Linked DNA regions of Mus musculus: regions 1, 2 and 4 are each linked to region 3. A link is a contact called in public Hi-C and promoter capture Hi-C data. All regions are on one chromosome and are shown on one strand. The core of a region is the stretch at or near the end of the contact, and the rest is flanking DNA. Distances in the headings are between cores, read along the strand shown.

What was found. Promoter capture Hi-C pulls out the DNA fragments that hold promoters and counts their contacts. A called contact is a pair of places that touch in the nucleus more often than the background predicts.
Region 1: a contact with region 3 is called in a Hi-C map of liver, with 1.9 times the contacts expected there. A contact is called at or near these places in 11 of 39 promoter capture datasets (the 3T3-L1 cell line, 3T3-L1-derived adipocytes, the C10 cell line and 7 more), 1 of 484 Hi-C or Micro-C datasets (liver), 4 of 130 datasets of targeted methods (bone marrow-derived macrophages, large pre-B cells, pro-B cells and 1 more) and 4 of 9 other capture datasets (adipose tissue, liver, macrophages and 1 more).
Region 2: a contact with region 3 is called in a promoter capture Hi-C map of pre-B cells, with 2.5 times the contacts expected there. A contact is called at or near these places in 7 of 39 promoter capture datasets (3T3-L1-derived adipocytes, the C10 cell line, the HPC-7 cell line and 3 more), 2 of 484 Hi-C or Micro-C datasets (the C10 cell line and pre-B cells) and 3 of 130 datasets of targeted methods (large pre-B cells, memory CD8 T cells and pancreatic cancer cells).
Region 4: a contact with region 3 is called in a promoter capture Hi-C map of hippocampal neurons, with 2.9 times the contacts expected there. A contact is called at or near these places in 6 of 39 promoter capture datasets (the 3T3-L1 cell line, embryonic stem cells, frontonasal cranial neural crest and 2 more) and 1 of 130 datasets of targeted methods (embryonic stem cells).

What each region holds. Positions count from the first base shown.
Region 1 is chr19:29,557,769-29,564,660 of GRCm38.p6, forward strand. Ric1 (RAB6A GEF complex partner 1) reads left to right here. Exons shown (of 26, transcript NM_001081319.1): 4 at 4,217-4,324. Among named protein-coding and RNA genes, the nearest start is that of Ric1, 39 kb to the left of the region's middle.
Region 2 is chr19:29,807,381-29,814,357 of GRCm38.p6, forward strand. Ranbp6 (RAN binding protein 6) reads right to left here and starts at 5,594. Exons shown (of 1, transcript NM_177721.4): 1 at 728-5,594. The coding sequence starts at 5,570. The coding sequence ends at 2,253.
Region 3 is chr19:29,045,605-29,052,597 of GRCm38.p6, forward strand. 1700018L02Rik (RIKEN cDNA 1700018L02 gene) reads left to right here and starts at 1,879. Exons shown (of 1, transcript NR_028360.1): 1 at 1,879-3,125. It overlaps Ak3 (adenylate kinase 3), which reads right to left and starts at 2,357. Exons shown (of 5, transcript NM_021299.2): 1 at 2,075-2,357. The coding sequence starts at 2,225.
Region 4 is chr19:28,168,246-28,174,990 of GRCm38.p6, forward strand. No RefSeq gene overlaps it. Among named protein-coding and RNA genes, the nearest start is that of Rfx3, 160 kb to the left of the region's middle.

The sequences.
Region 1 (6,892 bases), core at 3,778-6,277, 520 kb after region 3:
TTTTGCACATATAACTGCTTAGTCTGATTGAGTAACCATTGAACACCAGTGGTCCCAGACCAGACATTTTTATTTGTCACCTTCTTATGGTGCTGTTGTCACAGAGATGTTTACATATTGTGTGCATATTGGCACAGATTCACACGTATTGTTTTATTCACCTGTTTTTCAAATCATACAGAAATAAATGCTTTTCTAAAGCAAAAGCATATTTCCAGCTTTAATGTTTTTAACATGATTTGAATTACTGTTTCCTCTCTTCATTCACCCCAAAAGGTTTCATCTAGTGTCTCTCGCCTATGACAAACCCTTAATTATTTTAGATCCCTGAACCTCTTACTTTCTCTGTCAGTTTTTTAAGAGTACTTTGTCCAGATGTTCTGTTCTTCTTTAACCTTTTTTCTTTCAGCTGTAAAGTATGTTATTCTAGTGCTTTTTGTCCTCCATAAGATCAGAAGAGGAAATGTCAGTTATGTTGAGAATTCTTTATATGTGAGAGAGACACTTGGCACTTTCAGGATTCTCTTTGATAGTTCAAGTGTTATATATCTTTGTTTCAATCTTTTCATATGTTTCTGACTTGAAGTTTGTTAAGTTCCCTAGATGTTTATATTTACATATCAATCAAATTTTTAAAATGTTCTATTGCTTTCTCAAATATTCTTTCTGCAGAAGTTTTCTTTCCTTGCCTTTGGACTCTTCTTACACACATGTTGGTCTGCATGTACTTATAGAAGTTCTATTACTTTGAAAATTTAGAACTGACTACAAAGTAAAGAAAAAAGTAGGGGCTCCAATATTGATGGGGGAGGGATGGAGATAAAATCTGTGAGTAAAACTGCCACTGAGAGTGAGAGGCCTATTGCTCAGGCTAGACCACTTATATGCACAAGGCTAGACCACGCTCTGGAAGAAGAGTTACCATTTTCTTTAGAGGTGTTGCCATTAATAGATGTGTTTATTATGCCAGTAGATAGCCCCCACTGATATACAGGCAAGCACCTAGAACTCCTCTGGCAGGCATGGATCAGAACAGGAAGGGACTTGTTGGGAAGATGAAGCTTTGCACTGGAAGAGAAGGTGTGCAGCTATAATGCATTGGGGATCAAATCCAAGTTAAATCCAATAGTGAATTCATCCTGCATTAAGGAAAGAAATAAGAAGCACTTCTCCTTGGAGTCATGTAACTAAGAGCAAGTCCAGACTTGCATTTTCTGCGCCATATTTCCTCTGTCTGTCTGTTTTATGAGTCTGAGTCTCTGCCTGAATGCTGTCTTGGGACTCTGTTTTGAACCTGTTTGTCTCTATGTTTCACTCTGTATGTGTCCTAATGTGTACCTGTCTGATGTGTATGAGTGTGTAGTATCTGTCTGTCTGTGAGCAGTGTGACTGTCCATAATAATGGACTTTTCTCTCTGTTTATTGAACAGCATAGAAAATATCACATGGAGAAGGAATGGGATACTTTACAGATATCTTTAACGGAGTTTTAAAAGCATTAGGTCACTGATTTCAACTGACCAGATAGCAAATGTCATTGTTTATCAACCAGTAACCATAAATGGTTGCTTTCAACCTTTATGGTACATTTTAGGAAGTCTTTCAACTTCTGTATCTGCTGCTTTCAGCAAAGATACACCTGCAATATCTAAGTCAAGGGCATGGAACAGTACCTGATGTAAGAATGTAGCTATGCAATAGCTTAAGTTATACAAGTTGAATACATAGGCAATCCAAGACAAGTAAGGATGGTTGTTCAGTTGTTCTCTTAAAGGCAGGTAAAATAAACAGACTCTGAGTAAACAGTAGGCTAGCAGTCTTAACTCTTAGGTGATGTCAAGATATACTATTAACTTGGGCTGTGAGGAGAAATTCTAGTCTTTTAGAATGTTAAGAGATATTCTCAGAATATTATATCACCAGAAGAAAGAACATAGAAAAGGGTAATGTTTAAAAATGACCAAATTTTAATTTATATACACATGAAATTATCAAAAACAAAAGTGTACTCAGACACAGTAACATAAAATTGTAATATATGCATTTTGAGAGGTGGAGACATAATAGCACAGGTTTTAAACTGTCATGGGTTGCATAGTGAGATCACCTCAACTCACTCACTCACTCACTCACTTTCTCTCTCTCTCTCTCACACACACACACACACACACACACACACACACACACTCAGGGGAGGGGCAAAGCTTTTGAGATACAAAGGTAAAAAAAATTACTTTGAGGGCTGGAGAGATGGCTCTGTGGTTAAGAGCACTGACTGTTCTTCCAGAGGTCCTGAGTTCAATTCCCAGCAACCAGATGCTGGCTCACAACCATCTGTGATGGGATCAAATGCCCTTTTCTGGTGTGTCTGAGGACAGCTATAGTACATAAATAAATATTTTTTAAAAACGTTAAAAAAATGCTTTGAGCATGTGTGACATGATTTTTCTTACATACAAGAGAAAACTATAGCATTCGCTCAGGTTCCCACCATGACTGTCTCTGAAGTGCATAGTTTTAAAGTGACCGGCCTCTCAGGAGTCTCCATTTTATTTAACTTGGGGCTTTCTCTAAGGTTAGCTTGTTATCAGAATCTCCAAAGATTACATTCTTTTTTCCTTTTTCCTGAGTCTTCCAGCACTATTTGAAGCTTAAGTACTACTTTTTAAAGTAAAATTAGCTTTAAAAACACTTAGACTTGGCGAATGTCCTCGGACAGTGACCACAGAGTGCATGATTACCACTTTCAATGTGACTCTGGTAAATTAGTCTCTCATTTTCTTTTTAAAGATCGTTGTTACATTAACCTTAATGGTTGAGTATCAACCTGCTTAGCCTGCCAGACATAGAAAGACGCAAATATTCCTGGTTACCACAGCAGCAAGATGACAATACACTACCATCTAGCTTATCTAGGGGGGTGGGGGGAGAAAAAAAAAGAAATCCACAAACAAAAAGAAAGCAAAGCAGGTTTCTGAGCAGCAAAGTAAAGTGATTTCTCACAAACATTAGAAACTTCAAAAGCTATTGTAGTGTTAACAAATTGAATTGCAGGGTGGGAGGTGATTAGAAAGAGAAGTGATGTGATATAAGCAGGACAGTTGTTGTCAAAATTGATAGCTGCCACAAAAGATAGTGTGTTGGTTAGGTTTATGTCAACTTCACACAAGCTAGAGTCGTCTCGGAAGGAGGACTCTCAGTTGAAAGAATGCCTGGGAAGAGTGGCCTTTAGGCAAATCTGTGTAGAGCATTTTCTTGGTTAATGATCGATGTGAAAGAGCCCAGCCTATTGTAGCTGGTACAGAAGAAAGTAGGCTGAGCAAGACATGAGAAAGCCAATATGCACCTTCCTTCATGGCCCCTGCATTAGTTCCTGCTTTCAGGTTCCTGCCCTGGGTTCCTTGCCTGACTTTCTTCAATGATGGCTGTGATGTGGAAGTAGAAGCAAAGTGAACCCTTTCTTCCCCAGGCTGCTTTAGGTCACAGTCTTTCTCATAGCAATAAAACCCTGAGTAGACCCATAACTGTCAAGTCCCTACACAGGCGAAGAGTTGTAGTCTGCTGATAGCATGTGCAGATGAGGAATCCAAGACACTTCTGTAGTCCTCTTAGGAGGTGTGTGCTCAGTTTCCTGACATTGGCCTACCTATTCTTGTGCGGCCACTAATCACCATGGATTTAAATACACACACCATTTGTTATTTAGTGCCAAGTCATTTGTGAAATAACCAAATACATCCCTGAATCTGACGTTAATCCTGAAGAAAAGCCACAGACTAGGAATCAAAGATAAGGTGTGAGGTAAGGTGAAATAAATGAACAGTTTCGACCATATAGTACTGCGTATGGAATGAAACATTGCTTCTGTAATTTCCTAGGTAGGAAAGCACTCTTAGTCATTTTAAACAAAATTGGTTCTCTTGAGAGTTCAACTTAATTCTCCCCTTCCCTCCCCTTTTCTCCCTTCCTCCTTTCCTCCATCTGCTTTTTACTCTCAGCCCCCCAACACAAGTTAAATTACTCAAGCTTCCATATATCTAGTTGGTATATAAATGTATCTACTGTGATAGAATTCAAGTTTGACTTTCATTTTTAAATCTATAAAATGAGCACATAGTCTGTAAATTGGTTATATTTATTTAATTGAATGCCTATTAGGTACAGATTGGGGGAAAAAATAAATATCTTTGTCTTAACCTTGTGCTATTTCTCTTAGAGGAAGTCCACAAATGAAGGGGATACCTCATTTTAAGGAAGAACATTGTGCCCCAGCATTGAATTTAGAAATGAAGAAAATACTGGATTTGCAAGCACCCATTATGAGGTATGGTATGCTGGTTAAGTTTGAGATTTTCTGACCACAAAAGACCATGTAGTTGATTAAATCATATGACAAACAAGAAAATTGTTTGCATTTCAAAATGTATAAATTAACTGTTTGATTGTATGGAATGATAACATACTAAAAGATTCAAATAAAATCATGTATGAGAAGAAAAGAGGGAGCTGTCGCTCTCTGCAGCCTCCATGTGTTTCTTGGAAGTACGAGTACACTTGAAGGAGTGTTAAGCTTTCTGATTGCAGTGTGAGTAGATGTCGTGTGACAAGGCAGTAAGAACTACTAAAGCACAGAACTCTATTCTCAATGTTTTTTTTTTTTTTCAGTTTCACTTTACTATCTTAAGTGCTTCATGGCTGGCCTTTTATTTATTACCGTCCTTCCCTCTGCATACATGATTTTTGTGAACAGTACACAGCTGTGAAAACAAATGAGGCTCAATCTTTAAGAGACTTTCCAGATACACTGTTGGTTAAAGAGCAAGGTGTATACAGTGGTAAGAATGCTTGGTCTTAAATGGTATTAGAAGTTTGTTGTCTAGAAGAGTACATAAGTTAGTGGGACAGGTTTAGGGAAAAGTTTTTTTATTAGGTACCTTTCAGACGTATTAAGCCATGGACCAGGAAGATGTAGGTAAAAGTGCTTGCTTCCAAACCTAATGAGTTACTTCCCCAGTGCCCACGTGGTAGGAATGAAGAATTGATTCCCAAGGTTGGCCTCTGCCCTTCAAACATGCACCGTGGCATGTCCAAGCACCCACACCCCAGATAAATAAATAAAAGTGTAACAATTTTAAAAACAAAAAGACTGAGCATATTACTGTAGTATGGAGCTATTGGACTATATAAAAATGTAATTCCAACATTTTAAAAGACCTCTCTGATTTATAGTTCAAACGAAGGGCATCTTTCACCATTTTGTTGTTGTTGTTAAACCACCACTCACTAGAACAAACAGCAGAGTTGACATTTGAGCCGTGAGCTGTTGTCATTCCCTTGTGTAGTCTGTGCTCTTATCCTTTAGTCTCCGAGTGGAGAAGAAAGTCTTTGTTACTTGCTTAAATGAGATTAAACTGAAACATTTTAGTTTAGTATGTTCACTGTGTTGATCAAAGGTTACTGATCACTTCAGATTTTATTTGCTCATGATAAAAGCCCTTTTTAAAGAATGCAACTTGAAGTAGCTCAGTGTGTAAGAGTGTTTGCCTCATACGCATGATACCCAAGTACAAATACTCTACCCCACATAAAAATATGTGTGGAATCACAGCCAAGCCTGTAACTCTAGTGCTGACGTGGGCAGAAGGATTGCTAGGGACTGCTGGCTGCCAGCCTAGCTCCAGTTCTGTGGAAGACCCTTTCTCAGGGGAGTGAGGTACAGTGTGATAGAGCAGTATACTCCTTGGCCGCCATATGTGTGAACATAGATGTGCATACACCACACACACGCACACGCACACGCACACAAACACACACACACACACACACACTATTAAAGTTAGAAGACTTGATGCAGAAGGAATTTTGAATGTATGTGGGCACCAAACAAGGCAGGACAATACAACTTGGTTTTATGGCTCCACCTGGTGGTAAAGCCATGTAGCACATGGAAACAGGATAGAAAGTCTTTACAAAAAGAATGTCTGGACCGGGAGGGGACTCAATAGTAGAGCATGTTTTCACCATGCTCATGGCCCAGAGTTCTAATTCTGGCACCACCAAAGGGAAGGGAGGAATTGCTTCCAAATTTTATGACATTGCTGGATAGTTTATGTGAACCTGACACAAGCTAAAGTCATCTGAGAAGGGAAAATGCTTCCATAAAAAAGGCTTGTAGACAGTCTATAAAGTGTTTTTCTTAATTAGTGATTGATGGGGTAGGGCCCAGCCTGTGTGAGTAGTGCCACCCTTGGGTTGGTTGTCCTGGGTTCTATAAGAAAGCAGGCTGAACAAGCCATAAGGAGCAAGCCAGTAAGCAGCACCCCTCCATGGCCTCTGCACGAACTCCTGCCTCCAGGTTCCTGCCCTGTTTGAATTCCTATCCTGACTTCTCTGATGATGAACAGTGATTTTGAAGTGTGAGCCAAATAAACCCTTTCCTCCTCAACTTGCTTTTTGGTCATAGTGTTTCATAGAAGCAATAGAAACTCTAACTAAGACAATGGCTTCCACCTGTATAAGAGTAGGGTTCTGCAAGTTTAGATGGTTGGCAATCTCAGTTTTCTCTCAAACATCCAAAGAAAGAATTACATTTTAAACACCATTAGCTGGTCAAATACATACTTCTTGGAAATTCCCTATCCCTATTAACACTTGTAAATAAGAGAGAAGACACTAAAAGACTATACAATCAGCTATTTTCTACTATCACAACCAATGTAATCAATTAAAATTAGGAATAATGGTTATCTTCTTGCATATAGGAGCAAAAGTACTGTCACCTTTTCTTTTTGATCAAATAAAAAGTAAAGATTATTGTTAAGTATCCATCTTTCATTATTACTTGAATATAGAGCATGTTTAAAAGATAAATATTTGTAATTATGAGTTTTAA
Region 2 (6,977 bases), core at 4,344-6,843, 770 kb after region 3:
TCACCTTCAAAATGGTTTGCGACTATAAACAAAGACTTTAACTACTAAAGGACTGATAACATTTAATAGTGTAAAACTTTCTTGTGGGGACTCAGTAAGTTAAATACCAGTTGTAAGTAAAATAGTGCAACAGGAATACAAGTTATTAAAGTACTTCACATATACACAGACTTATACACATGCATGTATTTATCTGGAATTTATAGTTTTCTCTCAGACATACCACGGTTCATGATGAAAAGGTGGGGCAGTTATACTTCAGCAACTGACAACTGTATGGCTAGCCTTTCCTTCATTTCCTCTGACAAAGCCCACAAATCTAAAGCCAACCAAACTCAAGAAAATGTCCTCTTTTAGCCACCAGACCCATTTCAAAACTTTACACAATAGCTTCCACTTTCTGAACCTTGTGCTACTAAGCACTTGGTAGTCATTATCTTCTTTGACTCTAACAACAACCACATAAGCTACCCATTAGGCTATCTTACAGATGGGGAAACTAACAGGAAAAGTTTGACAAAATTTAAATTTAAGAACTCTTACTTCAAAACTCCAATTGCCCAATTACAAATCATTTGTCAGATTTCTACAAGACTACAGAAAATGAAAAAAGAATCTTGGTGAAAGATTTCTTAAGACATAGAAAGAGCTACAGATAATTAGAAGGAGCCTTAACTCTATTCATGAACTGATCCTAGTTATTATGAAAGAAAAAAATCAAGTCCTTGGACTTAAAAAAACTTTTATTAATAAGAAACATATTGTTCATAGGTTAATTATAGATAAGAGAAGAACTGGCACTTAGTCCCACCACCCAGAGAAAACATAAACTTCAAGGTAGCTATTTTTCTATTTATTTTAAATACAATTATAAGCATAGTATATATCAAATTCTGAGCTATCTATAATCCTGACTTTATATCCCTGTCTGCAGTAGTCCTAGATAGACCTAGTAGGGGAGGGAAATTCCATGTAAAAAAATTTTAAAGTATAAAAAAGAACACAGTAGAAGGACAATCAACAGTAGTAACACTGACAATTTATTGAGCACTTACTGGTTCGGACATATTTGGTCTGTTACATACACAGTACTCACAACAGGCTCAGGAAGTCACAACAGACATTCTTGTTTGTAAGTTTTGAATGAAGTTCCATTAAGTAGAAGTCTTTTCCTATCCTACCAAAAAAACCCAAAAAAAACAAAACAAACAAACAAACAAAAAAAAACCTTCAACACTAAAGACATTCCATTTAATGTAATTAACCATAAATTGATAGCTGTTTTGTAATACACATACACTGATATGTGACTAGTCTTAAAGCTCTTTTCTTTTTAATGTTTAAGGATAACATTTTGTTTCACTGTTTCTGTAGAATCTGTCAAAATAGAACTCTATTTAACCCCCATTCTGAATAAAGGTTTCCCTTTATGTTTGAAATGGGAGTTACGGGGATATGACATACAAACACAAAATAATACTTGGCCAAAACATGTAACAATACCTGACTCCCACAAACACTGACTATTTAGTATTTATTACACTGTTCTAGTCTGTCAGATTCTTTCAGTGTTAAATGTCTCCTCAGTACCTCCTCCACACCCATGAATGTTTCAGTTCTAGATAAATTCTTTTAAACCAGTTTGGTTAAGGAGATTTAAAAGTTCTCATAACTCTCAGCTGGATACTTTAGGAACTGTTTTTAGACATGCTATAACCACTTTTCAGGAGTACCATATGAAAAGGTTCACTTATATTGTAGAAAACAACTCCTACAACCACTGCCATACCTTGACACACTCAGTTCTAGCATCCGTCCCTCACTGTAACAAACACAGTATTACCAAGGAAGAACAAGTCTGCCACTGTATTCTTCACCCTCAATTCCAGAAATGTTTAACCTGGAAGTCTCCCTTTCTTTGTGAGCTTTTTTGCATCTTGTGACAGTCACAGACATCTTGGCACAAAATATACCGTCTGCCCAGCATCAATAGGTCAGACAAATAACAATTTATACATTTCACACTAAATAGGGGGAAGGTGACAAATAACTCTAGGACAACTGGAAGCACAGGTTACAACCACAGTTTAAGAAGTGACACGTGCAAAGTAAACAGGAGACCTTAACACTAATCCTGGAGAAACATAGAAGTATGAACTGCTTAGCAGAGAGAAATGGTATATCTCTCATTTGTAATGAATCCACTCACGACACGTTGTAGCTACTTTTATGATAGATGGTATTAAACTGCTTCAAGCAAAACTGAGTAACTCATGTAAAGCTTCCTGCTGCTCATCATCGAGTTGAGATGTGCATTCCAACCACAATTCTTCAGAAGTCTGTATCTGACGGACAACATTAGCTAGGCGTTTGGCACAGGGGTCTTCATGGCTAATAGTTTCATTAATTTTTCCTTCTGCGATTATACTGATGATTTTGGGAAGATTGGAATTATTTGGACCAATCACAACTGGGTGGTTGCTTTCAATTAGGTCACAGAGAAAATTCAAAGTCTGAATAGCTTCTTCTTTATCTTCATGCAGCGGAAGCCACGATAACCAGTGTGGGAGAACTTCATCCACATTTACACAGTTGGGCTTAAACTTCAGAATCTTTCCGATTGCTGAGATACAGTTCTCTGTAGCAATCACATTCTTTTTGGTTTTGGAATTTGCACACTTAATAACTTTTACCAAGAGTGGAACGGCTTCTGAACACAAGGAACGGTAGTCATCTCCACCAAACTGTGCCATGACTCCCAGTCCATAAGCAGCAGCTTGTCTGACTTCAGGGTTGTTGTCTCGCATATTGAGAAGCATCGGCCACCGGAAATACTCAACATACTTGAATGAGGTTGGACTGCAATGCTCTATGATGTCATCAAATATGCATAGTCCCCATTGTCTGTCTGGCCATGGCCTACTTGAACAAATTAGATTTACAATTAGTGGGAGTAGCTGCTCAAACCATGGCAAAATTTTTTCCTTGTAAGTACTAAATAATGAGTGCAAAATATCTGATACTTTGGTCAGAATATAAACATCACATTCATCCTCATCTTGAAGAGACATTTCAACCTGTTGGTCATAATTTTCTTCTTGCCTTTTTACTTGCCGTAACTCTTGGTTTTTAAAGTGCCCTTCAAGTTTTGCCTTCAAAATTCCTCCCAGTTCTTCCAAGTGTTCATCGTTGAGGCAACCATCTCCCATGACCTCAATGGACTTGGCAAAAGAATTCATTATTTCTGAGAGTACATCTGTATCAGGTTCAGTTCCAATTGCCTTGATTAAGGGATCACATATAAACTGCCACATCTGTGAAAGATACTCTGAGCCACGAATTCTTGCACATTCCAAGAGAAAGGGCATGGCTTCCGCAGCTGCCACTCGAACATTGTCATGAAAATAAAATTTCAGCAGAGGAACCATCATCTTCACAACTTGTTCCGTGTATTCCACAAATCCTTCTCTTAACTCCTTCGCATAGTAAACCAACATCTGGCAAGCAGTTGCTTTTGCTTCAAGTCCTGAAGTTTTGATGCCAAAGCTTTGCTGGTCTCCGAGGTTTACAAACTGCCAGCCATCGTCGTCACTCATGTTCTCCACATCCTGTGTGTCTAAGAGAGCGACATCAGGCTTAGCTGAAGCAGTCTTGATAAGTGGCTCAATAACCAGTGGGAGATATTGCTCAAAGTCTTTGCCAAGGATTTTACACATTCTAGCCCAGGCTGAAACCATGTAAGAAGTCTGAGGGTCATCATCTTCCATGTTATTTAAGTCTGATTGTGTTTTCAACAGTAACTGCATCACATTTGATGCATCTTGCATAAATTTTTCCTTCCCAACGGCAAGTCCAACATGGCTAATGCATTCAATAGTTTTTCCTCGAAGAAGCTTGAGTTCCTTTTGAACAGCGAGCTCAACAACGTGTTTGAGTGAGGGCATAAATATATCATAATATGGAATAAAGCTTTCTTCTATTGCATCTGCAACGGAAGCAATGGTTGTCACAAGTTGTTCTAAGGCCAACTTAGTTCCATTCCGAATCAGCTCTTGAAGTTTAATTACCAAGATGGAATGGAGACTTTTTACCATATTTTCCAAATATAGAATTAGCAATGACTTGGGGCAGTCTTCAATAAAAATAACAAGAGCAGAAGCTGCGTGAGATTGCACACGTTGATTACCTTGGTTTTCCATGGTTCGCAACAAAGCTGTAATCACTATCTCATGGAATTTCTTTTGGAAACTAGGTGCAAAATCTGTAGCCATCTGTCCAAGTGTAGTACAGGCAGCAGCCCTTACCCTTGGATGAGGATCCTGAAGAAAAAGTAAAACCGAGTTAACTGTTTCATCTAGAATTGGTTCCATTTGCTGATGGCAACCTTCTCCAATGGCTGATAAGGCCATTAATCCGGCGTGTCGACATTTCCAGTCAGGGCTCTGAAGCATCTGCATGATATGCTCCTTGGTCATTGGCAAAACAACTTTCCCACCAAGTCCACAAGCCAGTCTGTCTAGGGCACTCTCAGCAGCAACCGCATTGCTGTCAAAGTCATCTTCTTCCATTTCATCAGCATTTACCCAGTCATCATCATCTTGAAGATCAACCATCATTGCTAATATATGAGGCACAGCCTGTGCAATAATATTCGTATGCTTTTTCAACATTGGAGTTGCAGTTTCAGATAAGGTGACTATTACTTCCAGAGCCAGCTGGCGTTGCAGGTTACTAAGCCTAGAGTCTCCACACAACTTCAGGCTCAACTGCAGAGTATCTTCTAGATAGGGACCCAAGTACTTAGGTACAGTATCTGCAATCTCAACAAGGGATTCTAGCACAGAATCATCATCCTGGTAGCAGGAATCATTCACAGCCTGTAAGATCCCAGGAAGCAAATCCGCAAAGTCTTTGAAAAGAGCAATATTGTTTTCATTAGCAAGGACGAACGTAGCTGCAGCTCTAGCAGATAATGTCCTGATTGCTGGATGCTCCTGATCTTGAATACACTGGTCCAACAACCTCTTGATGATATCCAAATCGTGACGATCCTGGTTCCCAAAAATCCCAGGAAAGTGCCAGAAAACGTGAAGTGCAACTTCCCACAGAACCACATTTTTAGAGTGAATCGAATCAATGAGGAATTTCAGACCTTCTGGCCAATGGTTAGTGCCACTCTCATCTATCAAATTCCTGGCCAGCACCGCAAAAATATCACAAAGCTTTTTCCTCATGCTAGCATGTGTTTCTAACTTAACGGCCAGTATCAGTTCAATCTTGACATCCCTCTGCACTTCAGGAGGTAGATTTGGATAGACCTCCTCAAACCCTGAGGACAAAAGCCGTCGTAGCAGTGCGGCAGCCATTTGTCTCACCTCATAACCTGCTCTTCTATTTCGGACGGCGTCTAAGAGAAATGTAGTCTTACACAGACCTGGGATATTCTCATAGACCTCCTCGGCTTGCCTCCGCACCATGCAGCTTGGATTGATCAGGTTCTTCAGAAGCTGGTAAAACTCCTGCTTTTCCGACACGGTCGCCGGCAACCCTGCAGACCCGGCCGCCGCCATCGCGTCCTGTCAAAGCTACCGCGACCGGGAAGGAGGGAGGGAGTCTGCGGCTGGGAGCGGTGACGTCAGTGAGGCGACGCCGGGGATGGGCGGGGCGCTGCTCCCACTCTCCGCTGCGGCGGGGTGAAGCTGGCAGGCGGGGGTCTGGGTTTTACAGGGTGGACGGAGCTGAGTGCGTTTTAGGGGTATCGTCCTGTTCTCCGACCGATGTGCTCCTGTAGAGGCTGGAAGGAGATGGGGAGAAATTCGCTCCGCAAGTCTACATACTGTATGATGCCGTTATTGTTTGTAAAAGACCTCGAATAAGCACCTCTAGACGAACTTTAATTAGCACCTGCTATGGAGTGAGGGAGGAGGGAAGAATGGAGTATAACTGCTGTCCGGGGATTTCTTTTTGAGGGTTGGTAAAAATGTTCTGCAGTTGATAGTGATGATGGTTCCCCCAATGTCATGCCGTTCTACTAAGAACTACCGAATTATACAATTTAAATTGTTAACTGGGTATAGTGAGTAAAACCATAATAAAACTACTTGCAAAATAAACTCAATCAAAGGTTAATGATTTCCTCCCCGTTGCCACACCCAAAGAAGTAGAACCCGAGATGTTCAAACTCGGGCGTACATCCCAATCTCTTGTCCTGTGGATTCTAACAGAGTGGGAAAGACAAATGAGTAAGGTGGGAGGTGATCTGGAGTAATGATAATGAAGCTTCTTGAATCCTGGTCTTCTATATACATTACTTTTGTATTTTTGTTACTCAAGATTTTCCTTATGTGTTTCTAAACTGTAATATGACAGTTCAGTTATTAGAATCCTAATTACCCATGAATAGGAAGCTGCAAAGATTACCCTAAGAACAAATTCCCCAAGGCTATGTATTTTTAATGTAGGCAGATGAGTTATTTAAAACCATAATTATAAGGTGTAACAGTCTGAGATCAGATCTTCCTCTCTGCCAGCCATTGTCACACTCATTTCAGCCCTAGGTAATTCTGTAAGGCTGATAAAGGCAGACAAAGCACTACTTTAAACCAAGAAATGAAGAGCCAGAGAGGCTGAGGCTCACAGCAGATGAGTCTAAATTCTACCTAGTCTTAAGGCAGTGGCACCTTTTGTCACCACAGAACATCCCCTATAGCCGCTGTTGCTTTTGCAACGTCATCAGAGACCTTCATTTATTGTGTTCTGTCTTAAACTTTGCCAAGAAATCTGAATTTCAGTCTTGTGAAATTCTGCTGCATATACACACAAAATGGAGAAAGTCTAGTTTCACATTAACAAGTTGACTGACCAAATAGGTGGTCTCATAAATTAATTTGTAATATGAAACTAGTCTCTGAACAGTGTTTCTCATTTGGTGAACCATTTCAAGGCCATTTAGGGTGTTTATTTTAAAATACAGATGT
Region 3 (6,993 bases), core at 629-3,128:
AACTCTGAACTGCAAAGACTTCTCTCACGAACTTTATTTAGTTCTCCTAGCAGAGCCAGAGCATCCGCAATTCCAACCCTGATGAAACTGAGTCAGGAGGATTACTCCAAATTCAAGACTAGCCAGAGCAACTGTCTGAGACCCTGTTAAAACAAAACAAAACAAAAAACCTACTTCCAATAATGAATCTTCAAAGTTTGTATTAAGAAAGTATTTGTCTTTCTGTGTCATAAAAATGAACTGAGCATTAAAACTGCCGAGTGGGTGGCTGAACAACTTTGTGTGTTCAGCTCCTTGGTCTCTGTAGTCTCTGTCCATGTTTCAGAGATGCAGTCCTGGGCACCCTGAGGCTTAACAGGGGTTAACGTGTAGCAAGAAACATTGTTTCTTCATTTTTCAGAAATGTATTTAAATACCCTTTCATTTACTCTTTTCAAATGTTCTGTGTTTTCCTACCCATGAGCATTCTTTGCCACCCACAGTCAGGCCAGCTCTGAGTCGGTATGCAGGTCACCCCTAAAGACTTCTACTGTACTTTGGATAGCAGCAAAGTCTTCAGGACTTGGGACTGTTTGCAGTAACTCGCATTGCAATCTGTTGCACTAAGAACATTTAGCAAGAGTCAAATAACCTTTCGATAAACTTTAATTAACTGCAGCCTTTATTATTTCTTAAGGTCGACATTAGAAGAAAACGAAAACATGCTTGAGGGGTGCAGAGGATCGAGCCAAAGAAACTGAAAACTGTGGGTTTTCACACACCCCCACCCCCACGCACACACTTGAATATCAGTGTCTTTTAAACAAACAAAAAACACCCTTTCCTAGAAACTAGCTATACACCCGCCAGGAGGGAGTGGAGAGGTAAATAAATCGCGGTAGATTCAGCAGACACAGGGTAAGCAGTGCAGTGCGGAACCGGACAACGTCTCCATATGGGATGGCAGGCTGAATGCAGTGTGCGAAAACACTGATGTGGAGTAAGTAGATGGTAACTTGATACACTGAGGTTGTAAGAAGGAGCTTTACACAAAGACATTTCCAGAAGGAGATAGACTGTTTCTCTCCGAGGTTCTGGGCTGAGGTAGGGACTAAGAGAAAACTTTGCTTTTTACTTTATACATTTCTGTCTTCCCTCCTCTCCCTGGCCTTTACTTTCTTTTTTTTAAAACCTTGAACAGGTATTATTTCTGTGTAAATAAGCTTCAAATGAATTTTCAAAATAGGCACTAGTTTGAAATTGAAGGTCAACACTATTGTGGAGAAACACATCTAGTGCAAGCTTTTAAAAAATAGTTTACAGCTGTTAGTTGGCTGGCGCCTGGAATCCCAGCACTCACTAGGGAGGCTGAGACAGGAGGATGTCAAACTTAAGTTAAAGTTATCCTTGAATACATCGAATGACACTGTCCCAAAAAATAAATTTAAAAATGCTTTTCTTAAAATAGAACTTACCACAAACCCACCCTTTGTAAAGTGTTGGCTAGATTTTTTGTGCTGAGTTAGAAGACTTTGGAAGGAGAAACACAGCAATCGTTTATGTAACTGTTACAAGGACAACTTTAGTGACTAAGAAATGTCTGGGGGCATCAAAATCTAAGCCAACTTTGTGACTGCAATGAAAATAAGTAATACTTGACCTTGCAGAGAGAAAGGTCAGAATTACAAGATCCCACGGAGCTTACCATGGGCGGGAGGGGGGGGTGTAGGGAAAAAAAAAAAAAAGAAGCTAGCCCTGGCAGAGCCAAAGCCTGCCTTCTGCATACAAGGACACGTGGAGAGACAGGCACAGCTCCCCCCGGCTGGACCCCCACCGCAGCTGCCAGCTGTGTCGAATGAGCTTCTAAAAACAAAGCCAAGGGCTTTCCTTCAGTCTTTGAACTTCCTAGTCCTTTCCTTCCCCCTCCCCCATCTACCCGAAGCTGCCCACGGAGGCCAGAGGATTCGGGGCGCAACGGCTCTTTCCCCAGGCGAGGTCGGGGAGCGCTGCACCCGCGTCGCAGGACCCTCGACCCCGGCCCGCAAAGCCCCGCCGGGACGATCGCACGCCGCCAGCCCTCGGTCTCAGCTCCCACCTGTGCCCTGCAGCATGTTCTGGCGGAGCAGGTCCCCGCTGGAGAGGTGCTTCAGCTCGAAGTGTTTGGTGATGCGTGACGACACGGTGCCCTTGCCGGAGCCCGGGGCCCCCATGATCACGGCGCGCAGCAGCCGCCCCGACGCCCCCATGGTGGCTGGCGGTGGTCCGAGCTGCGCAGACGCTGGTCTGTGGCCTGGCCTGCGCGCTCACAGGCTCCGCGGCCCTGGAGGGCTGGCAGCTGCAAGCGGGCGGTGGCCAGGACGCCCGGCTCTCCCGGAAGTGAGCGACGGCCACCGGGGCCGCCCCGCCGGCTGCTGCACCGCCCCTCCGCGCCCCTGCACCCCACTCCCTTGAGCTCCACCCGGCGCCTCTTGGCATCCCCAGACCCTCGTGCCCTGTGCTGCCTGGTCCCAGCCTGCAGGCTGCGCCCGTCTGCATTCTCCCCAGTGGACAACCTCTGAGCACCCCGTTCTACTTCTAGTCTCCCGCTGGCACCTCTGAGTGCCTGGATTTCATTTTTTTCCCCCCTCTGTGTTCACCTTTTTCACCCTTAGTCTTTTCTAAGAGCCAAGTTCTGTCCTGCTCAGACCCAACAGGAAGCAGCATGCCCCCGTGTTGTGTCCCCTCGGCCCCTCTGGTTCACCAGGTGTTCCCCACCTTTTCACACCAATCCTCCCTTGACCTTCTTCCCTCTGCCTTTTCACCCCATTTCCTTCTCCTCCAGGGGTGACCTGGAACCCTCCTCACAGAAGCTTTCATCAAGTGAAGTATGTGTCTCATCTCCCTGAATCCACTTTCAGAACCAAAAGTAGCTGTCACCGTTAACTTCCGCAGAGGTCAAACATACTAGCTCCTTCAGAAATGCATTCATTTCAGGAAGAGCTACCCAGTGCCTACTGTGTGCCACTGTACTTAGAGGCCTCCGAGAATGCTATGCTGAACAAACCCGAGTTTCTACTGCTGTCCGTTTGTTTTCTTGCTTGTTTGTCCAGGGGTGGAAGTAAGGCTTTTTGAAACAGTACTGTGAATAAAAACAATAACAAACCAGCAGGCAGCAGTGATAGACGTCTTTAAACCCCGCACCCAGGTAGAGGCAGGCAGATCTCAGGATTCCTGGCCAGCCTGATCTACAGAGCGAGTTCCAGGACAGCATGGGCTACACAGAGAAACCCTGTCTTGAAAAACCAAACAACAACTAACCAGAAGGTGTGGGAGGGAGCAGTGATGCCCTGGCGTGGGCTCTGAAAACTGAAGTACAGAGAGGGAGAGTGAGGTACGAACGGATGCAGAAGAGAAGCGATTGAGTCTTATTTTATCTGTAAAATGGACGCAGGAGATTGGTGTGGAGTAGAACGGTGTGTGGATTGCCTGTACAAGACCAACTACAAAGTGCTCCGTAAACGTTGCCCACTGTCCGCCTGATACGGTTTCCTTGTGCCGGGCACCGGGAAAACAGAAAAGTGTCTCTAAAGGAAACACCATGTGTGCCCCCTCAAAGGCTGCCAAATGACTGGTTCAGAACTACTTGCTGTTTCCAAGTAATTATTTCGGGGGTGATGGAGAGGGTAGCAAGGTAGGTTTGCTTGCTCAGAGAGAAGACGTGGTCTCCGTGGCAAGGTGAGGCAGACATCCCTGTACTTAAAAAAGCAAATGAGTGGCTCTCCCGTTGTTATTGCTGCACAAGAAGGAGTTAGTAAATAAGTAAATTACACAGTCCGTGCCTGTGTGTGGAATTAGGAGGAGAGCATGAGGGTACCCCGAGGTAAAGGAAGGAAGGGAGGGAGGAAGGCAAGAATGGAAAGGTCTGGGCAAGAGCAGGTTACGCAACACTAGAATCAGAAAACCTGGTGGTGGAGAAAAGCATTTCCAATCTCCGCAGTTGGGAACATTTGTGGTTTCAGCCTTGAAAATTTCGATTATGGGGGTGGGGTGTTCAAACAATTTTGGAGCAGCTAAGAATCCCGCTCCCAACACTACAACAAGCAAACACACAAACCCGAACAGAGAGATCCATTGCTTGTTCTCTTGGAGTTAGCGTTCGTTCTACTGGGGAGAGAAGACAGAAGCAAACATGAGTATGTAAGACTGAGGTGCTTAGAGACTTAGGGTGGGAGGCAGCAGGGTGTGTGGTCACTTTAACAGGCCCACGGGAGCTCAAAGCTGTTGATTGTAGAGGAGTAAGAGGCTGCCAAACTGGGACGTCTCTTGGCAACTGGGCCCAGGGCAGTCATTTCGACACACACAGGTATTTATTTGTGTGAGGTTTTGTTTTCCTGTTTAAGTTACACTATTGATAATAGTGGAACACAAAGTTAATTTGAATTTTAATCTCGCAAGGGTGCCTGAACTACCCATGGCCAAATGTTTATACAGGTCCATTTGTATTGAAGAAAGCTCAGAGGAGTGCCCTGTGTGTAGTAGGCAGTCAGTAAATGCCTGTTGAGGAGACACTAAGGAGTACTGTTTTGTCACATTAAACTCCAGAATATTTTAAGTCCTTAGAATGGACAGAGTGGATCAGGGATTATAGGTATGTGGCATAGGTTAAACTGTCTCCCTAAAAATGTGGGGGTGTGGCTGGCACTAGGTCTCAGTGTGTGACCTTATTTAGAGCTGTTCCAGGAATAGTTAGGGAGATCATGTTGGGGTGATCAGTCATCGTCTTTACCAGATGTGATATGAAGACACCAATAGTGTGTGGTAACAGGCCAGAGACTGGAGCTAAAAGGCTGCAAGCCAAGGAATGCCAAAGAGCAGTGACAACACCAGATGCCTAGAGAAAGACAAGGCACTGTTCTCTCTTAGAGACCTGATGAGAACTCCCGACCCTGCTCATTCCTTGCATTTGGCTCAAAGTTTCCCAAACTATAAGAGAAACCATCCCTTCCCTTTAAGCTCGACATTCCAGGCTGTTTGTTATGGCAAGGCCTGGGAAATGAATATACTGTTCCAGAAATCTGTGTGTGTGCGCATTGTCTCAGCATGAGCTAGGGAGTGAGAAGGAAGGCTACCTGGAGTCAGTGTCTGGGAAGCCCTGACTAGCACTGGCGTTGGGAAAAGACAAAAGAACCCGGAAGAGGAGGGCGTGTCTGGTACCTATTGCAGTAGAAGTGGCCCAAGCCTTTGTTGGCTTAGTACACACAGCGTGATTTAGCTTCTCACACTGGTTCCCCATGACTTACTCACTGGGCTGGATGGTTAGAACAGACTGGAAAAGTGGGTGTTTGTCCAACTGCTCTTCAGTCTCCTGATCTGCAGATCTATGGCGCCTGGGTTCCTGGAGGGGAGTGTGTTTTGTAAATCCTTCTTACATCTCTTCTTTCCTGACTTTTGTGACACCTCATTGGCCAAGCAAGTCCCATGACCTAGAGTGTGTGTGTGTGTGTGTGTGTGTGTAGACACTTCATAAGAAACCAGTAGTAAAATAATCTAGCTTAGAGATTCTTTATTAGTTACCAATTACAACTTAGCCAATTATCCCAAAACTTAGCAACTTAAAACAATAATAGCTATTATCCCATAGTTAGCATCCATCAGGAATGCAGACACAAGCACAGCTCAGCTAGGTGCCTGTGGCTCACCGTCTTAGAAAATGCTACCGCAAAGGTATTGGATGGAACTACTATCTTCTCCAACCTCAACCCAGAGAGGATTTACCTCCAAGCCCCCTGATGTTGCTGTTCGTCAGTCTCAGGTCCTTGGTGATTGATGGCCAAAGCGTGCTGTTTCAAACCTAAAACGGGAACTGCGGATGTAGCTCGGTGATAGAATCTTTATCTGGTGAGGACGAGGGCCTGGATTTGACTCCCAGCAGCACAACAGACAAGCACACAAACCTAAACAAAGGAGATGCATTGCTTGAGCTGACATTCCGCTGGGGAAAGAAGATAGACACAAACATAAAAATGCATAGAATGGCGGATGTTCAGAGGTGCCACAGAAAAAAATATAGGAGAGGAGAGGTGGGGTTAGGATAAAGCTGTTGCTGTTATGAAATGAGAATAGGAGGTATTGTCACACAGGTCAACATTTTGAGGCTGAGAACAAGCCATCCAGATAACCGGAGGAAGAATGTTCTGGAGAGAGAATGGAAAGATCCGAAGAAAAGGTGCTGAGGGGAGGAATGCCGAGAAAGCGGTCTGAAAGTCGAGGGTCTGGAGCAAACAGGGGAGGAGATAACCGGAGAGCATGGGAGGTCGAGATCATCCATGTCCCACAGGGTCTTATCAGCTGCTGTGGCCAAGTGGGATTGTCTAAAGATGGCAGCGGCTCACACCCAAGTTAGAGACTCCGTGATCTTCCCGAGTGCTGTTTCCGAGTTCTGTTCCCGTCACTTCCCCACTGAAGAAGCCAGTCTGTGTTGTGTTCCCTCAACCTCTGAACTGGGTAGGCTCTTGTGACTGTTCTAACGAGCTGAGTAAGGATAGGCCCTGAAGAATGAAGCAGCTCTGGTTTTCTGACTGTTGGCTGCAACACTCAATTTGGAAACCTGCAGTAGCTGCGTAAGACCATCTGACTACCCTGGGACACAGCAATGTAAGAAAGCCTAGCCCACGTGGAGCAGCCGCATAACGAGAGTAATACACAAGCCACCTCTAGTTAAAGCCACCCAGCTGAATGAACCCTTCCCAAACGACCCGAGATAAAAGGAAATGATCGAGATGGTTTTAAGTATTAATGTGAGCAAGAGTGCAGCCACACAGGTCGTGAGAACTGGGTAGCCAGATGTGACATTACCCACCTTTAATCCCAGCACCTGGGAAAACAGAGGCAGGCAGATCTCTGTGAGTTCGGGGCCAGCCAGGACTACATGGTGGGATCGTGCCAGACAAAATGTGCTCCTGAGACAATAATGGAATAATTGTTATGGGAGGAACCAACTATTTAATGTTTGATTTTGAGACTAACTCTACAGGA
Region 4 (6,745 bases), core at 2,401-4,900, 880 kb before region 3:
TTGTTGCCCATTCATTGGATGATGGTCAATTTTGCCATTTCCAGATTCATCAGTTCTACACAGAGAATAGTCAATCATAAGTATTGTATTGCATCCAACAGGTGACAGACACCTGGGAGAATGGGATAAATTTTTTAAATCCATAGGTCTTATCTCGTTTTGGGCTGAGGGAATAAGCACTTAGTAGTATATGCCAAAATTCAGGCCTGTTCATAGAATCGTATGTTTCATGTAGTCCTTCCAGCAGGAGTACAGTGGAGTTTAGGTTATTTTGAGAGTGACTGGATGTTTTTAAAGAGGCTTATAAAGCAAAGATGTAGAAACTGGGTGAGTTTCTGCCTTGTGAGAGGAGAGAAAGAGCCCAGGAGGCAAAGACTGCAGCTGCTAACTGCTAAGAGTGCATAGTAGACCCGCCCTCTGTGTTCTGTTAACATGCAACAACAATGAACCAAGATGATTGAGAATCTTGACTGTATCAGTGGACTAGAAGCACAGCTCAGGGTTAGATTGCTTGCCCAACATGAGTAAGGATCTGGCTTCGAGTTCTAGCAGAAGTTGGTAAGGAGCCATTATTACATGTCAAAGAGCAGTCATGTAGTCTAGGGCTTACATGAGAAGAAGAGAAATGGAAAGAGGGATTACCAGAAGAGCTTGGCTAAAGCCAAGCACCGTGGAGGCAACATGTTAGCGCTCTTAAATAACCACAAGGACCAGCAAGAAACAAGTTCAGCTTGGAAAGGTTCTGTTGGAAGTTCTCAGTAGGAAGATTAAAATCAGGAAAGTACCTCCCGTGAATTCCTCTCCTTAGTACTCTCTCACAGAAGTTCGAACAGAGGCCATATGACCATGTGATGGATTGTGACATATACAGGATTCCCGTAATGATCAGATGTTGTATTAGATAACTCCAAGAAGTTCTTAGCTAAATTCTATGGAATCAATATAACACGTAGATGGGAAGCATTCATAAACGTACATTAAATTCAGATCTAAATCGGTTATGAAGCAACTGCATACTACTACCCTGTTTTGTCTAAGTTTACTGAAAGTTATACAAAATTAGAGTGGAAAATAAGACAACTTCTTCCTCTTTCACCCTGCTGCTCTGCATCTTCCATCATTCTTGTCCAAAACCAATGAGTAAGAGTGAACTTCAAAACTCACTACTGGTCTTTTTACCCAGTTTTGAAGGACATATTAAATGTGACTAAGCAGGGCTGACAAGATGACTTAGCATGTAAAGTGCTTGCTGCCAAGCCTGAAGAACTCTGTTCTATCCCTGAGATATAAACTGTGGAAGGACAGAATTGCCTCCTGTGAGTTGTCCTTTGACCATCAACAAAGCAGCATGGCATGCATACACACACACACACACACACAAAGTAGCAAAAAGCTTAATGTAATTAAATGCAATTACTGGCCAAAACTCTAAAATAACAAGTTTATTGGGATACTTATTATTTGGTTAATAAGTAATTAACCAAAGTATTGAGTAATGAGTCCTTGAATAATGAGGACTTTCTATTTTAATGTTATACTTGGGTAGTTAAGAAACTAATACAAATTATATATATGTATAGTATATTAGTACTTATCTTGTATATATAAAAATATGTAAAAAATAATTATATATATATGTAAATTCACATCGACCTTGAACATTTACCATACACTAAGTACTATGCTAGAAGAATTTAATGTTTTATTTCACATAATACAAACCTATAAAATTTTAATTTCTAGTTATAAATCATAAAACCTGGAGAGTATAAGTAATTTACAAGTACTTAGTGATATAGGGCTTTCATGTAATCCAAGACTATCTGACTCCAAGACCTTTGCTATTTACCCTAATAACATGCCATGCTTCAAGGTTTTTATCAATGTGTTTTTAATGGATTATCATCATTAATGGAAGAGAAAGGCAGAGAGCAAAAGAATAGCTTTTTCTGGTCAGCTTAACATAAATCAGGTTTGAGGCTTCCTGGAGTGCAGAATGGCTGCATCTTCATGGGTTTCTCAGCACCTATACATATAAACTAAGATGTTTTCACACTGCAAGTCATTGAATCCCTTGAGTCAATGGACTTAGATCAGTGATAATCCAGATTCAACCTTCAGATCAGCAAAATCAGAATCAGTTGGGACCCTGGGCCAATGAGGTTGCTCAGTTGGTAAAAACACTTGCTGCCAAGCGATGACCTGAGTTCAATCCCCAGGACCTACATGACAGAAAGCTTGAATTGCCTGTTGTAGGTTGTCCTTGGACAGCCACACAGAAGCTGTGGTAGGCATGTGCACACATACGAATCGACAGAAACCTGGCTCTCAGGTCTCTTTCAGGTGATTCTGAAGAGCAGAAAACTTTGTAAACCGTGGCTGACTTAGTCTGTGAAGAAACTGATTTTCTCGGGAAGCAGAAAGGCAGGATGTGTCGGGGTACAACAGGAATGACCTCATCCAGTTTCTCCTCTAATGGCCTCCTTACTTCTGTCCATTTGAACAGGTTACCTTTGCTAAAGCTGCCTTGCCACGTGGCCATATCCGCCAGAGACAGAAAATGGCCTGTCTGTTCTTTCCCGGTAGCCTTGCCAAAAGCTTCACCCATGTTTCAACTTTCAAAATGCTGTTACCCGACCAGCTCTTCAGTCAGTTACTGAAACAGAGTGGGACCAGTGTGGCTGGCTGAAACTCTTGAAAACACAGCAGTTTCTCTGATCAGGCCAAAGATGAAGACTGCTGAATCCAGGAAGGTCTAAGGAGGGAAAACTGCAGAGCAAGGAGGTGTTGCATAGAAACAGACAGGGCATAGTCACCAGCAAACATGTTGGTCGACACTACAGTGAATCCTTCTACTCCATGAGGACACCATCTTGGACCACGAAGACTTGATTTCATAAACCGATCATTGTAGATGATTAGCCTTGGGAAGCTTCAGGTCAGTGTCAACAACCAAGAACCGCAACATTTTCCCATTTTGATGACTATGATCTAACATTTCAAAGAAGCTGAGGGTAATAATATATTAAAGAGGCATTCAGCTGCATTCAGCCAGAGATCTGTTGCATCTATTTTAGTTAAATGTTCTAGATTTTTACACCAGAGCTCTGGAGTAATTATAATTAAAAGGACACAAAACTGGGAGTAAAATATGTATTTCCCTTCTACAAGTCTTTGTGCTTCTTCAAATGGAAGGTGTTTCTTAAGAAAGTAAATTCTCTTCGTTGCTATCTTTGCTATAGCAAAAAAACAAACCAAACAAACAAGCAAAAAAAAACCAAACCAAACCAACAACAACAACAACAAACCACCTTGAATTTTAAATAATGACTTTTTAAAAGAGAGGAACTCTGAAGTGATGGACAAATTGCTTTGATCAGTGCTTTGCCGATCAGTGCCCACAGTTGGTTGGAGACAGGTAGGGATACATCAAACACTTAATTTTTGCTTGACTAGCACACGAAGCTATTAGCCGGGAAGATTCGTAATTACCGAATCCTCTACTCAATCAGACATGAATGCCACACAGCTCTGCAACTGTTTAGCTGGAATATGGAACTGATCTCATCAGATGGAGGAAACTGTAGCTCAGATCCATAACAGACGAGAAAATATTCACACGGCCTGCGTTTCATTGTGGGTCTGTGCTCCAGCCTTCTCCAGCTCTCTCGCTGCTTGAGTCTTTCAATTAACTGCTTGCCTCATTTATATTCTACATCTGATCAAACACCAAAAAAATGTGGATTAGTCACATTCCTACATAAATTTGAACATTATGTAACAAGTGTCCCAGCAGTTTAAGAACAACTCTCGATGTGGTATTTTGGAAAGAGCCCTGGGCTGGAACACTGAAGCTCACACTGGCTCCGTCAACTCCACCTCAAGTCTGCCTGGGAATTTGTGCTGATCCATTCCCTTTACACACCTGGACCCTAGATTTCTGGGGCAAATGTAGGGGGCTGGCGTTCGTTGTTTTTGGACTCCCTATCTGTTCTATTGTCCCAAACATAGGATGATTGGCTTCTGAGGCAGACTGGCATAGTGTGAAAAACCCTTTCCTTCACATCTCAGCTCAGCTACTTATTAACTGTGTGACCTTGGGCAAATTATTGAAAATCTCTGAAAGTGTTTTCTCATGGGTAGAGAAAGATAATATCAACCTCGCTCTCGGTTGTTACAAGCTTGAGAAAATACACCGGGCACATCTAGCAAGGCTGGTGCTATATTAATAGCATAATTGAAAAGAAAAGGAAGAAAGACACCCTCTTTTCTTTTCTAATTTTCTCTAAACATCTTGGAGCAAGAGAGAAAAAAAAGTAAAAAAATAAAAGGCGCTGAGCTGAAGAGATGGCTCGGCCATTAAGAATACTTGTCGCACTTGCAGAAGACCAACTTCAGTGCCCAGCACTTAGGCCATGGTTCACAACCACCTGTAACTCCAGTTTCAGGGATTTCCCCTGCCCTTCTCTAGGACCCATGGGCACCAGGTTTGCACATGGTTCATGTGTATACATGCAGGCAAAGTACTCATACATATAACATTTAAAGACTCTCTAAAAAACTGAAGATAAATAAATAAATGGATGGGTGGATGGATGGTTCTGTCAAAGACTTTTGACTCCACTTTTGGCCCACTCATTCATTAAGCCCTTGCTATTTAGAAATTGGTAAGCTGGGCGTGGTGGCTCATGCCTTTAATCCATGACTCCAAAGTTTCTGCCTCTGAAGATACTGATCTTTCTCTATCTTTAACTTGTGTGTGTGTGTGTGTGTGTTTAATTTTACTTTGACCTTGATCCTTTCTCCAACATACCTAATAAGATCATTTAGTGCCCAGATTACATTCTATTCAAAACAGGTTCTAGAACAGGGCGGCAAATAACAGGTGATCAAAACTAAGTTGCTGACCTCGCAGAAAAGCCAGTCATGACCAGCTCCATCCTCACCCTCAGAAGCCTGTGTTTCTCACAAATGTTTCTATAGTAATAACTGACATTTATGGAGCTAACTTGATTGCCATTTGAGTGTGAGGCACTAGTCCAAACATTTATTCGGTATCGACTGGCATAGTCCAGTTAGCCAGCTCAAAGCGTCATACATCAATCGAGGATGTAAGTTAAGGAGTCCGTGTCCTCCTTAACTATGCCTTTCAAATGAAAATAGCCACAGCCATCCCTCGAGGTGAGTGAAAATGAGGAGACCAGATGGAAAGGAAGGAGGAAGAGACCCTAGGATGAGGGACCTTGTCTCAGGCTCTGAGAGGCCCTATCTCTAGAGGGCCAATCAGCGGTCCTGCACTTGGCCCCTCCAGAGAAACAAGCTAACAATAAAAAACAAAGAGGCATTATTGTCCAGAGGAGGTTTAGGTTCAGAGCAGAGCTAGACAGTAGGGGATGGAGAGTTTCTATATTGCATCTTTGATCCTCCTACAACCCCAAACCTTCCTACCATCCATGTCCTTAACCAAAGTAGCACAGTTGTCACAACTGATGAGAACAGTCACCTCACAGTCCTGGAGACTTTCCCTGTGTCCTAGGATCCTCTCTTGCTGCTGGGTATTACAGGTCTGTCTAGACAAGCACATGTATTTGCCATTGTGTTCTTGCATACAGAGAGTCTTACATACCTCCTGTACCCTACGCATTCATCCCTGTGTCCTCCAAACTCCATTCTTGTGGAGAGTGGCAGCCTGAGTCACAGGTTAAAGTCATAGGATAACATATGCATTGGCACCATCAGTTACAGCATGCATGTGCATGTAAGATCTATAAGCCTATGTGTTTGGTGGGTGAAGCATGGAAGGAAGGTAGGAAGGAAGGAAGGAAGGAAGGAAGGAAGGAAGGAAGGAAGGAAGGAAGGAAGGAAGGAAGGAAGGTAGGAAGGAAGGAAAAAGAAAGAAAGAAAGAAAGAAAGAAAGAAAGAAAGAAAGAAAGGACAAGAGAGAGACAGAGACAGACAGAGAGAGAGAGAGAGAGAGAGAGAGAGAGAGAGAGAGAGAGAGAGAGAGAGAGAGATCATCATGGGGGCCTGTTAGACAATATCATGTAAAAGAGCCATTTTAAAAACTAACCATACATGTAAGAAATTTGGTAGGAGCACGGCCCCGAGTACAGGGAGTTATGGAAGTCTACAGTGTTGGTCTTATGGTATCTGGATATCCATGATTTGGGGAGCACTTGGTTGGTGGGATCAAGGTGGAATTCCATGTATCCTACAATGGGCTGACAGTCCTGAACTGGGTACTGAAGGATTGTTCTCTCTTAATTGAATTTTCAAGTCACAGACTTTTTAGTTTGAGTAGCCAATTATGTAATTAAAATAGTTGTTTATGGTGAGCCACATGAAGATCCTTACTTGTTTTTAATATAAAAACACCAGGAAGTTTTACATGGTTGTAATATGCATTGAATTTTCTAGGTGAATATTACCATGTGTTATTATCCATCTGATTGGAACCATAAGACTGTAAGTATTAAGAATGATTTGTCTATTTTTATACTATATATGTAGAATATATTCATGAATATACAATGTATGCATATATATAAATAAACACGTGCATATTTTGAGTACTAGGCACTATTAAATCATATAACACATTTCATTATGCATTCACATCAATTTTATTTTTAAAACATAAAAAAATAAATGGAGTGATACTAGCCAAATGCTACTTTATCGCCTCATCTTAAGTGTGCAAGCATTTCACTCCATTATTATTCTCCATTATTATATAGTGGAGCTG